Regions from separate parts of the Hordeum vulgare genome. Here region 1 is linked to region 2. Evidence: chromatin contacts called from public Hi-C data. All regions are on one chromosome and are shown on one strand. The core of a region is the stretch at or near the end of the contact, and the rest is flanking DNA. Distances in the headings are between cores, read along the strand shown. Region 1 has its middle 62 kb from the start of LOC123441968. Region 2 holds the start of LOC123444700 (protein MOR1).

What was found. A called contact is a pair of places that touch in the nucleus more often than the background predicts.
Region 1: a contact with region 2 is called in a Hi-C map of leaf, with 4 times the contacts expected there. The contact joins the enhancer-like site here to the promoter of LOC123444700 in region 2. A contact is called at or near these places in 2 of 6 Hi-C or Micro-C datasets (leaf and seedling).

The regions. Positions count from the first base shown.
Region 1 is chr3H:525,870,074-525,875,185 of MorexV3_pseudomolecules_assembly, forward strand. No RefSeq gene overlaps it. Among protein-coding and RNA genes, the nearest start is that of LOC123441968, 62 kb to the right of the region's middle. Within about 2 kb of position 3,843, at least 2 of the 3 cell types and tissues checked have open chromatin away from gene starts, as enhancers often do. A contact at or near this core is called in leaf, where this site is marked.
Region 2 is chr3H:525,771,900-525,776,415 of MorexV3_pseudomolecules_assembly, forward strand. It overlaps LOC123444700 (protein MOR1), which reads right to left and starts at 3,001. Exons shown (of 53, transcript XM_045121511.1): 1 at 2,682-3,001; 2 at 2,414-2,519; 3 at 2,207-2,330; 4 at 237-316; 5 at 1-158. The coding sequence starts at 2,844.

The DNA.
Region 1 (5,112 bases), core at 2,593-5,092, 99 kb after region 2:
GAATAAGGCAAAAAGCCAAAAGGTGGAAAGAGTTTCTAAATTAGGAAGGACTCCTAATAGGATTCCACCTCCCTTGTGAGAGGTGGATTCCTCCCTTGTTGGCTCGGCCGAACCTCTCCTTGGAGGAGGGGCCAAGGCAGCCTCCCCTCCTCTTCCTCCTATATATACTAGAGATTTTAGAGGCGAGGGCTAACCCTAATTTCCACGTGCTCCCTCCACTTCATCTAGATCGGTTTCTCCTCTAGTCTAGTTCGGCGGTGCTTAGGCGAAGCCCTGCTGGTTTAGTTCACCACCACCTCCACCACGTCGCCGTGCTGGAGAGCTCATCTACCTCTCCGCCCCTCTTGCTGTTGGAATTATGCCCTAGAGGCAATAATAAATATAGTTATTATTATAATTCCTGTATCAAGATAATCGTTTATTATCCATGCTATAATTGTATTAAATGAAGACTTATATACATGTGTGGATACATAGACAAAACACTGTCCCTAGCAAGCCTCTAGTTGGCTAGCCAGTTGATCAAAGATAGTCAGTGTCTTCTGATTATGAACAAGGTGTTGTTGCTTGATAAGTGGATCACGTCATTAGGAGAATCACGTGATGGACTAGACCCAAACTAATAGACATAGCATGTTGATCGTGTCATTTTGTTGCTACTGTTTTCTGCGTGTCAAGTATTTGTTCCTATGACCATGAGATCATATAAATCACTGACACCGGAGGAATGCTTTGTGTGTATCAAACGTCGCAACGTAACTGGATGACTATAAAGATGCTCTACAGGTATCTCCGAAGATGTTGATTGAGTTAGTATGGATCGAGACTGGGATTTGTCACTCCGTGTGACGGAGAGGTATCTCGGGGCCCACTCGGTAATACAACATCACACACAAGCCTTGCAAGCAATGTGACTTAGTGTAAGTTGCGGGATCTTGTATTACGGAACGAGTAAAGAGACTTGCCGGTAAATGAGATTGAAATAGGTATGCGGATACTGACGATCGAATCTCGGGCAAGTAACATACCGAACGACAAAGGGAATGACATACGGGATTATATGAATCCTTGGCACTGAGGTTCAAACGATAAGATCTTCGTAGAATATGTAGGATCCAATATGGGCATCCAGGTCCCGCTATTGGATATTGACCGAGGAGTCACTCGGGTCATGTCTACATAGTTCTCGAACCCGCAGGGTCTACACACTTAAGGTTCGACGTTGTTTTATGCGTATTTGAGTTATATGGTTGGTTACCAAATGTTGTTCGGAGTCCCGGATGAGATCACGGACGTCACGAGGGTTTCCGGGATGGTCCGGAAACGAAGATTTGATATATAGGATGACCTCATTTGATTACCGGAAGGTTTTCGGAGTTACCGGGAATGACGATTGGGTTCCGGGTGTTCACCGGGGGGGGGGGGGGGAACCCACCCCGGGGAAGCCCATAGGCCTTGGGGGTGGCACACCAGCCCTTAGTGGGCTGGTGGGACAGCCCAAGAAGGCCCTATGCGCCATAGGAAGAAAATCAAAGAGAAAAAAAAAGAGGAGGTGGGAAAAAGGGGAAGGACTCCTCCTTCCAAACCTAGTTGGACTCGGTTTGGAAGGGGAGGATTGCCCCCCTTGGCTCGGCCGAAGCCCTTGGGGGTCCTTGGACCCCAAGGCAAGGCTCCCCCTCTTCCCCCTATATATACGGAGGTTTTAGGGCTGATTTGACACAACTTTGCCACGGCAGCCCGACCACATATCTCCACGATTTTACCTTTAGATCGCGTTTCTGCGGAGCTCGGGCGGAGCCCTACTGAGATAAGATCACCACCAACCTTCGGAGCGCCGTCACGCTGCCGGAGAACTCATCTACCTCTCCGTCTCTCTTGCTGGATCAAGAAGGCCGAGATCATCGTCGAGCTGTACGTGTGCTGAACGCGGAGGTGCCGTCCGTTCGGCACTAGATCGTGGGACTGATCGCGGGACGGTTCGCGGGGCGGATCGAGGGACGTGAGGACGTTCCACTACATCAACCGCGTTTCTTAACGCTTCTGTTGTGCGGTCTATAAGGGTACGTAGATCGAATATCCCCTCTCGTAGATGGACATCACCATGATAGGTCTTCGTGCGCGTAGGAAAATTTTTGTTTCCCATGCGACGTTCCCCAACACTTGCTGGATCAAGAAGGAGGGAATCGTCATCGAGCTGTACGTGTGCTGGACACGGAGGTGCCGTCCCTTCGGCACTAGATCGGGATGGATCGTGATGGGATCGTGGGATGGGCTGCAATTTGAATGGTGAAGATGTTCCACTACATCAACCGCATTATATACGTTTTCGCTTAACGATCTACAAGGGTATGTAGATTCATTCCCCCCTCTCGTAGATGACCATCATCATGGATAGGTATTGCGTGTGCGTAGGATTTTTTTTATTTCCCATGCAACATTCCCAACAATAATTAGCTGTGAGGTGGGAGGACGGGCAAAAAAACAGACGAAGGTGGGAGAGAAGACGGAAAAAAACCCGGAATGGAAGCTACCAAGTTCCCCTTTAGTAGTCAAGATTTAACATTTTTGAAATACATGATTAACATTTTTTTATTCATTTTTCAGGTCTAATTTCTTCCTTACACATTGTACATTTTTTGGTTATCTACTAAATTTTTATGTACATAGTTAATATTTGCCAGTACAATATTTACAATTTTTAGGATACATGGTAAAACAATCAGTACATGCCGAACATTTTTAATTGCAATAAATATTTTGTTCACACACAATGTAAATTTTTCGTATACACGTGAAAGATTATTTTAAACATGTCCTATGTTATTAAAAAAACATGATTAACATTTTTTAATACACATTGTATTTGTTTTGTATATATTTTTCATATGCATATGACAAGCATTTTTTCTATACAAATTTGACATTTTACAAATGCTTGATTTGTTTCTCAAATACTCCTTCCGTACCAAAATAAATGTCTCAATTCCAACATAATTTTGTACTAAAGTTAGCAAACTTAAGACCCTTATTTTAAGATAGAGGAAGTACTTAATTAGCATATTTCAATTGCTTGATTACAATTATGTTAAGTACATGGTCATTTTTCCATAGATATTACATACTCCCTCCATTTAAAATACTCCCTCCTTTCAAAATGCATGTCGTCGTCGATCTGCGCCGTGATCCATGCACATGTATTTCGAGGAAATTCGGATACATGAATTTACATGATTACTGATATTGTAGTAAACATGTTTTGTATATATTGTTTCAATAAAGTGCGAAGTTTAGAGGGTTAGGACGATGCTGCGCAGCGGTGAGTGATCGATCCAGCTCGATTCCCAGAAGCTTGTCGTCTCGCCGTTTCCTAGGATCACCATGGTGGTTGCTGCAAAGAGGTCCCTATGCCTCTGGTCACAAGATAGTCCTAAACCAACCCACGACCTGCTAGGTGCTGCCCAGGATAGCCACAACCACAGCAAACAGAGCGACCTCGCAAACTTTTCCAATGCATGCATGCCAAGCCCACCACACTCTACGTCTCTACCAGTACACAAACGGAAGGTCAATTTAACTTACACTTCCCACCTGTCAGCTGTCTCTCTTGGCCCAGAGGAAACGCCAGTGGCAGTGTTTTTCTTCCTCTTAATGAGCAGCAGTGTCTTTCCCCCTTTCTGTGCACATCTCACACTCAATTTCGGACGAATACAAATCTATCTTGGATGGATCTATTTTTCAGAAACGGTTGTGCTAATTCTCAGTCGACGAGATTAGCTGTACCATTTAATTTATCTGTGTTTTATCCCAGAACTGTTCCGCTCGTTCAAAAACATAGTGGGCTTTGTCCCGGAAATCCCTATTTGACGAATCCTGCGTCAAATAATCAGGGCTCCGCACACCCTCATGGGAAGACTTGGGCCCGCCCAGTTTTGCTTGTCCAAGGTTCCCTGAATCATTTTTTTTAAGGTTATATTTTTTAAACTAAATTCATGTTTGAAAATTGTTCTTGAAATTCAGAAAATGTTATTTCTTCTATAAAAATATTCCAAATTACTATTAATTACTGTTTTAAAAAACATAACTTTGAAATATGTTTGAGATTATAAAAAACGTCTGATAATTTCGAAAAGTATTCGGAATTTTTATAGATTTTTCTATTTTTTCCTTCAAAATATGCTACGGTTTACGGTTTCGTTCTTTTCCCTTTCCTATTTTTTTGGTTAACATTTTCTAATTTTTGTTTTGAATTTCAACATTTGTTCTCGTGTTCAAAAATTTGTTCGCCATCCTATTTAAATGTCCGTGCTTCCAAAAATAATCAGGAATTACAAAAAATGTTCTTGCTTTCGAAATGTGTTTATTTTTTCAAAAATGTGTCGTCTTTAAAAAAATGTTCTCATATTAAAAAACTGCAGGATTTTTCAAAATATGTTCCCTTTTCCCATAACTTGGTCATAATTTTCAAAAAATGTTCTTGTTTTCACATTTTTATAAAAAATGTTCCTGTTTTAGGAAAAATGATTCTCTTTTTAAATTTTGGTTCACAAATTTAAAAATGTGTTCAAATTTTGTTCACAAATTCTAAAAAGTTCATGATTTGAAAATCTTCAGGAATTTAAAAAATTTTGTTGACAAATTCTCCATTTCCTAAATATGCTCAACTTACCACAATATATACGTAAGTTCGAAAAACATTTGTGTTACGAAAAGTGTGCATAAGTTGAATAAATGTTCCCACTTCAAAAATTCTTTACAAAATTCAAAAAATGTTCCCTTTTTCATAAATTGGTCACAATTTTCAAAAAATGTTCTTGTTTTTGCAGTTTTATAAAAAATGTTCCTGGTTAACGAGAAATGTTTCCTTTTCTAAATTTTTGTTCACAAATTCAAAACTTGTTCAAATTTTGTTCACAAATTCCAAAAATGTCCATGATTTGAAATTGTTCGGGAATTTTACAAAATGTTCTTCATTTTCTAAATATGTTTTCCCTTCCAAAAAATATACTCAAGTTCAAAAATATTCGTGTTTCAAAAAGTGTACATAAGTTGAATAAATGTTCCCAGTTCAAAAATTATATATAAATTTCAAAAAATATTCCTTTCTTCATAAAT
Region 2 (4,516 bases), core at 1,751-4,250:
CAAATAATATTGACTTTACAGGCTCTTTGCCAATCCATCGACAAAGCTCAAGCGTCAAGCCCTTAGAAGAAGCCCGAACATTCTGGTCTGGATGATCAAATAGCTCAGGAAGCATCTTCAGAATTTTTTTAGGTGGTACAACCTTAGCTCCAAATTCACTGGCAGAAAAAGGAAGATGTTAAAAGAGTTTGATAAACACTTGTGGTTACAAGCCAATTTACCAGCTAAGAACTTACCTGAGTGCTTGAAACATGACATCAATAGCAGGCACAACAGCTTTAGCCACTTTATTCTTTACAGCCTTCTCCATAGATTCCTGGTACCATAAGAAATTTGAATCAGTTTGAGCAAGTTAGCATGCTATCAATCATAATTACAAGAGGGGGCATGTTGTGGAGATGGGTAACATTTTAAACAGATTGGGTAAGAAACAAAAAATTAACGTCGTGTTAGATAAAGGCTGGTCATGAATGCCTTGTGGCAAGATGTCACATCATCAGAATAACAAAATACTGAAACACTCAGGCATGTACATGCATTTGCAAACAAATGATGATTGGGATGCCATCTGAAGCTTCTACGTATAGGTCATAGTGGAATCCATGCGGCCAAGGCTTTGAAACTTTGACCATTGTTTTATGTGGTACGTGAACTTACATCATAATAATGCCATTGCATTTATCTTCAGATACTTTTACAATATATAAGTTCAATATTTTTGCTAGTGTTATGAACATCATAGCCTGTGCACTGAAAACCGACAAGACTTATATTTGTAAGTAGACGGAGTAAATTATACTATAAACACTATTATTAACAACTACTATGCAAATGCATATATCCCCCTTTTCCCCAAAAGAGAACTGTAGGGAGGCTGGTAGTGCAGATTTTCTAGGGAAAGGAGGACCCAAAGGGAAGTCACACATTGAAACCAGACAAGCAGGGGAGTCCTAAACACAGGGAACAGTTCTCCAAAAAAAGGGAACACCAAGAGTCAAAACAGGGCACGACATTGGCAAAATAATTAGTTTCTTTGCTTCTTAATGTGCAAGCCATGGCAACGGAAACTTCCATGAAGGAAGTCTTGTGGTTCCACTGGATTCCATGTTTGTACCAACAGTGAACAGTGAAAGGGCAGTCAATGAAGAGATGGCGGTGATCTTTCAGTGCTCCAGAGTCACAGAGTATGCAGGAAAATCCATTAGACACCAAGTAGTTGCGCCTTATGAGCATTCATCTGGCATTGAGCCTATCTTCTCCCATGAGCCTACCATTGACCAGCAGGCAAAGCAAAGGCCTTAAGAGTTTTGGCCCGCATTTACTTGACCAAATCCACAGGATCCGGGGAGTCCAATTGGTTGTCCTGAAAGCTATGAAGGCAGCATTGCTCAGAAGTGTATTCCACATTGCCAAAGTGCAGGTCCATCTGCCTTTCATGTGTATATACCATTTCCATGACATTGCTTCTATTGTTAGATCTAAGACCACCACCACCACCACCATCATCACAGTGCATGTTAGTTGAGCAGGAGAACTTTGTTTTCACAGTACTTGGGTGGGCTGGGCAGGGATTGCTTACAGATGGTGGTTACAAAAATAGTACGTATGAATACAGATGGTTGGTGAAGAAAGGTTAAGCGTTGCCTTCACCATCAGTCAGACTTACAGGCGCTCCCTGGTAATGCAAAGCTCAGGAAACACACAAGCCTGGTGTCCTTGCAACAATTAAACGAAAACTTGCTCTATTATAAAGTGAATGGACGAATGGAACAGCTAAACTACTTGCAGAATTTTGGGGTCTACCATGCCACAAACGAAGTACAGGGCTGAAGGCAAAGGAGGGAAATTGGTTTTCCTGCCACAGACATTCACCAATGGTTTCATGCACCGAGTTCCAAGGAAACAATGGCCAACTCTATCACTGTCCGCTAAGTGATAACTAAGATGTGCTAGTGAGAGGGGTGTAACTGTTTGAGTTACTGACCGTTCACTCATATGGCATAGGCCTAACCTTGTGTAAGTTATAACAGCATTGGTACATGGGCATTACATAAGCCAGCAATTACATCTAACCATACACCTACAAAATGTGTGGCTTAAGTTGTGGCAGACAAAACGATTGAGACCATACCATAATTGTGTGATCGATGCATACGAATCATCTTAAGTCATACTGAAAGTAATCACCAACTGCGGCTGGACTTACAAGGAAGACCTCTGACGCCTCCAGCTCCACCCAAAGGAGAAATGCAGCTTGAGCCTTCTCAACAGTCTTAGGTCTACCAGTGAGGCACTTGGCACAGATCGCATCGCACACCTCCTTGGCATACCTGCGCAAGGCAGGCCCCAAAAATCAACGGAAAGGTAACTAGAAGCACGAGAGCAAATGTCGCAGCATCCTGTAGACACGCACCTGGATACATCAGCATCAGCGGCTCGCTGGAAAGCTAGCAGCGCATCCAGCGCCTTCTCCTGCACGGGCGCGTTCGAATCCGAAACCGCCTTCTTGAACAACGGTCCTAACCACCACAGGAGCAAAGGGAGAAAAAAAACACGGGCCATTCAGATCTAACTCGAGGGAATACGGCAGGAATCTCGAAATGGGAGCGCGCGAATCAGGCATCGCGCGGATCCGAGCGCGTAATGGGGGCGGATCGGGGGGCGGCGGGAGCGGGTCTCACCAAACTCGCGGAGGCGGGCGTCCTTGGGGTCGGTGATGGAGTCGCAGAGCGCGGCGAGGTCGATGTTGGCGTCGTTCCGCACCTTCCAGTTCTTGTGCTGCAGCCGCTCGTCCCACGGCAGCTTCTTCGCCTCCTTGAGGAGCTTCTCGTCCTCGGTCGACATGGTCGGCCGCCGCTAGACGAAACGCTGGAGCCTGGCGGCCTCCAATGCAATCGCCGTCCGCGGATCGATGCGGCGGGCTAGGGTTTCAAATTGTGGCGGTGGCGGTGGCGTTCGTGGGGAGTTTGGATCGGAGGAGGCGGGGGAGAGAGGGGGGAGGGGGGAGGATGGGAGGGGAATAAAAAGGTAAAAAACGATTTTCCGAGGGTGGGAAATGCGAGTGAAATAGGGAGAGGGGAGGTTTGGGGCTGCGTCAGGTCAGGAGCGGAGCGTCATTTTGCTCGTACGTTCGTTCGGGCTCGCTCGCACGGGGGGAAGCCGGTAGGTTTCGGGTCAGGGTCAGGGTCTCGGCCGCGTACGAGAAGGTGCGCTCGTGGGGTGGGCCATATCCTGGGTCCCATTGGTCGGTGGGATGAGAGGGGCTGTTCGCTGATTCGCGAGGCCAAGGAAGAGGGAGTGGGAGTGGGACGGTGTCGGTCCGGTCGGGGAGTTTTGAAAGATTTTGAATTTCCGTGGAAGACGGGCACACATTGGTGCCACGTGTACGGACAGGATCCCGTGACTGTATCACGCTTAGCTGTAAAGCGTACACCCCTCTCTCTCTCTCCAGCCGAGGTCGGTTTCTCAAAGCGTGCACAAACTGTAGGTTAGCTAGAGCATATACAGCCGCACTTAGAACATCTCTAAGAAACCTCGTAAAAGAGCGATCCGTAAAATGGGTTTTACGGGTCATTGTGGAGCAATTTTGCGGGGCCATTTTCGTGTGTTAAAGATCAGATTCCGTATACGAAATTGTAAAATTTGAAGAAAAAAAAAAGATTCGTGAGTGAAATTGCTACATCATTCATCAAATTACATCATGCTTCTTCATCAAACTACATCAGTTCTTCATACTACTACTAGGTAGGGGGTTGCAGGTTGTGCAGAGTACCCGAGCCAATGCTACCAAAAATGACGGGTGATGCGGCGACGACGCGGCGGAGGAGCTCAGTCCTCGTCGGAGTCGAGGTCGATCCAGCCTTCTCTTCACCAGAGTGATGGTCCGCGAGGACGAGGCGCCCGCGGACGAACTCCCAACGGTAGAGGAGTTGTAGGAGCCGATGCGTCAGGCCGCGAGCTCGCGCTCGTACTCCTCGAGCTTGCGGCGTTCGAATGTCGGCGGTCGTATGATTCGTCTCATCATATCTACTTTTCCAAACTCTTTTGTCCTTGTTTTAGACTCTAATTTGCATGTTTTGAATGAAACTAAGCCGGACTGACGCTGTTTTCAGCAGAATTGTCATGGTGTTGTTTTTGCGCAGAAATAGAAGTTCACAGAATGACCTGAAAATTTACGAGGATTTTTTGTGGAATATATATAAAATGTTGGCGCAAGAATTACCTCAAGACACGGAGCCAGGAGCCCACAAGCCCAGGAGGCGCCCCTCCCCCGGTCGCACCTGACAGGCTTGTGAGGCCCTCATGGCTCCGCAACCTCCAACTCCAGCTCTATATATTCTCTCTCGCCCAGAAAAAATTAAGAGAGAAGAGTTCATCGCGTTTCACGACACGGAGCCGCCGCCACCACATGTTCTTCCTGTGGAGGGCAGATCTGGAGTCCGTTCTGGGCTCCGGAGAGAGGAAATCGACACCGTCGTCATCACCAACCATCCTTCATCGCCAATTCCATGATGCT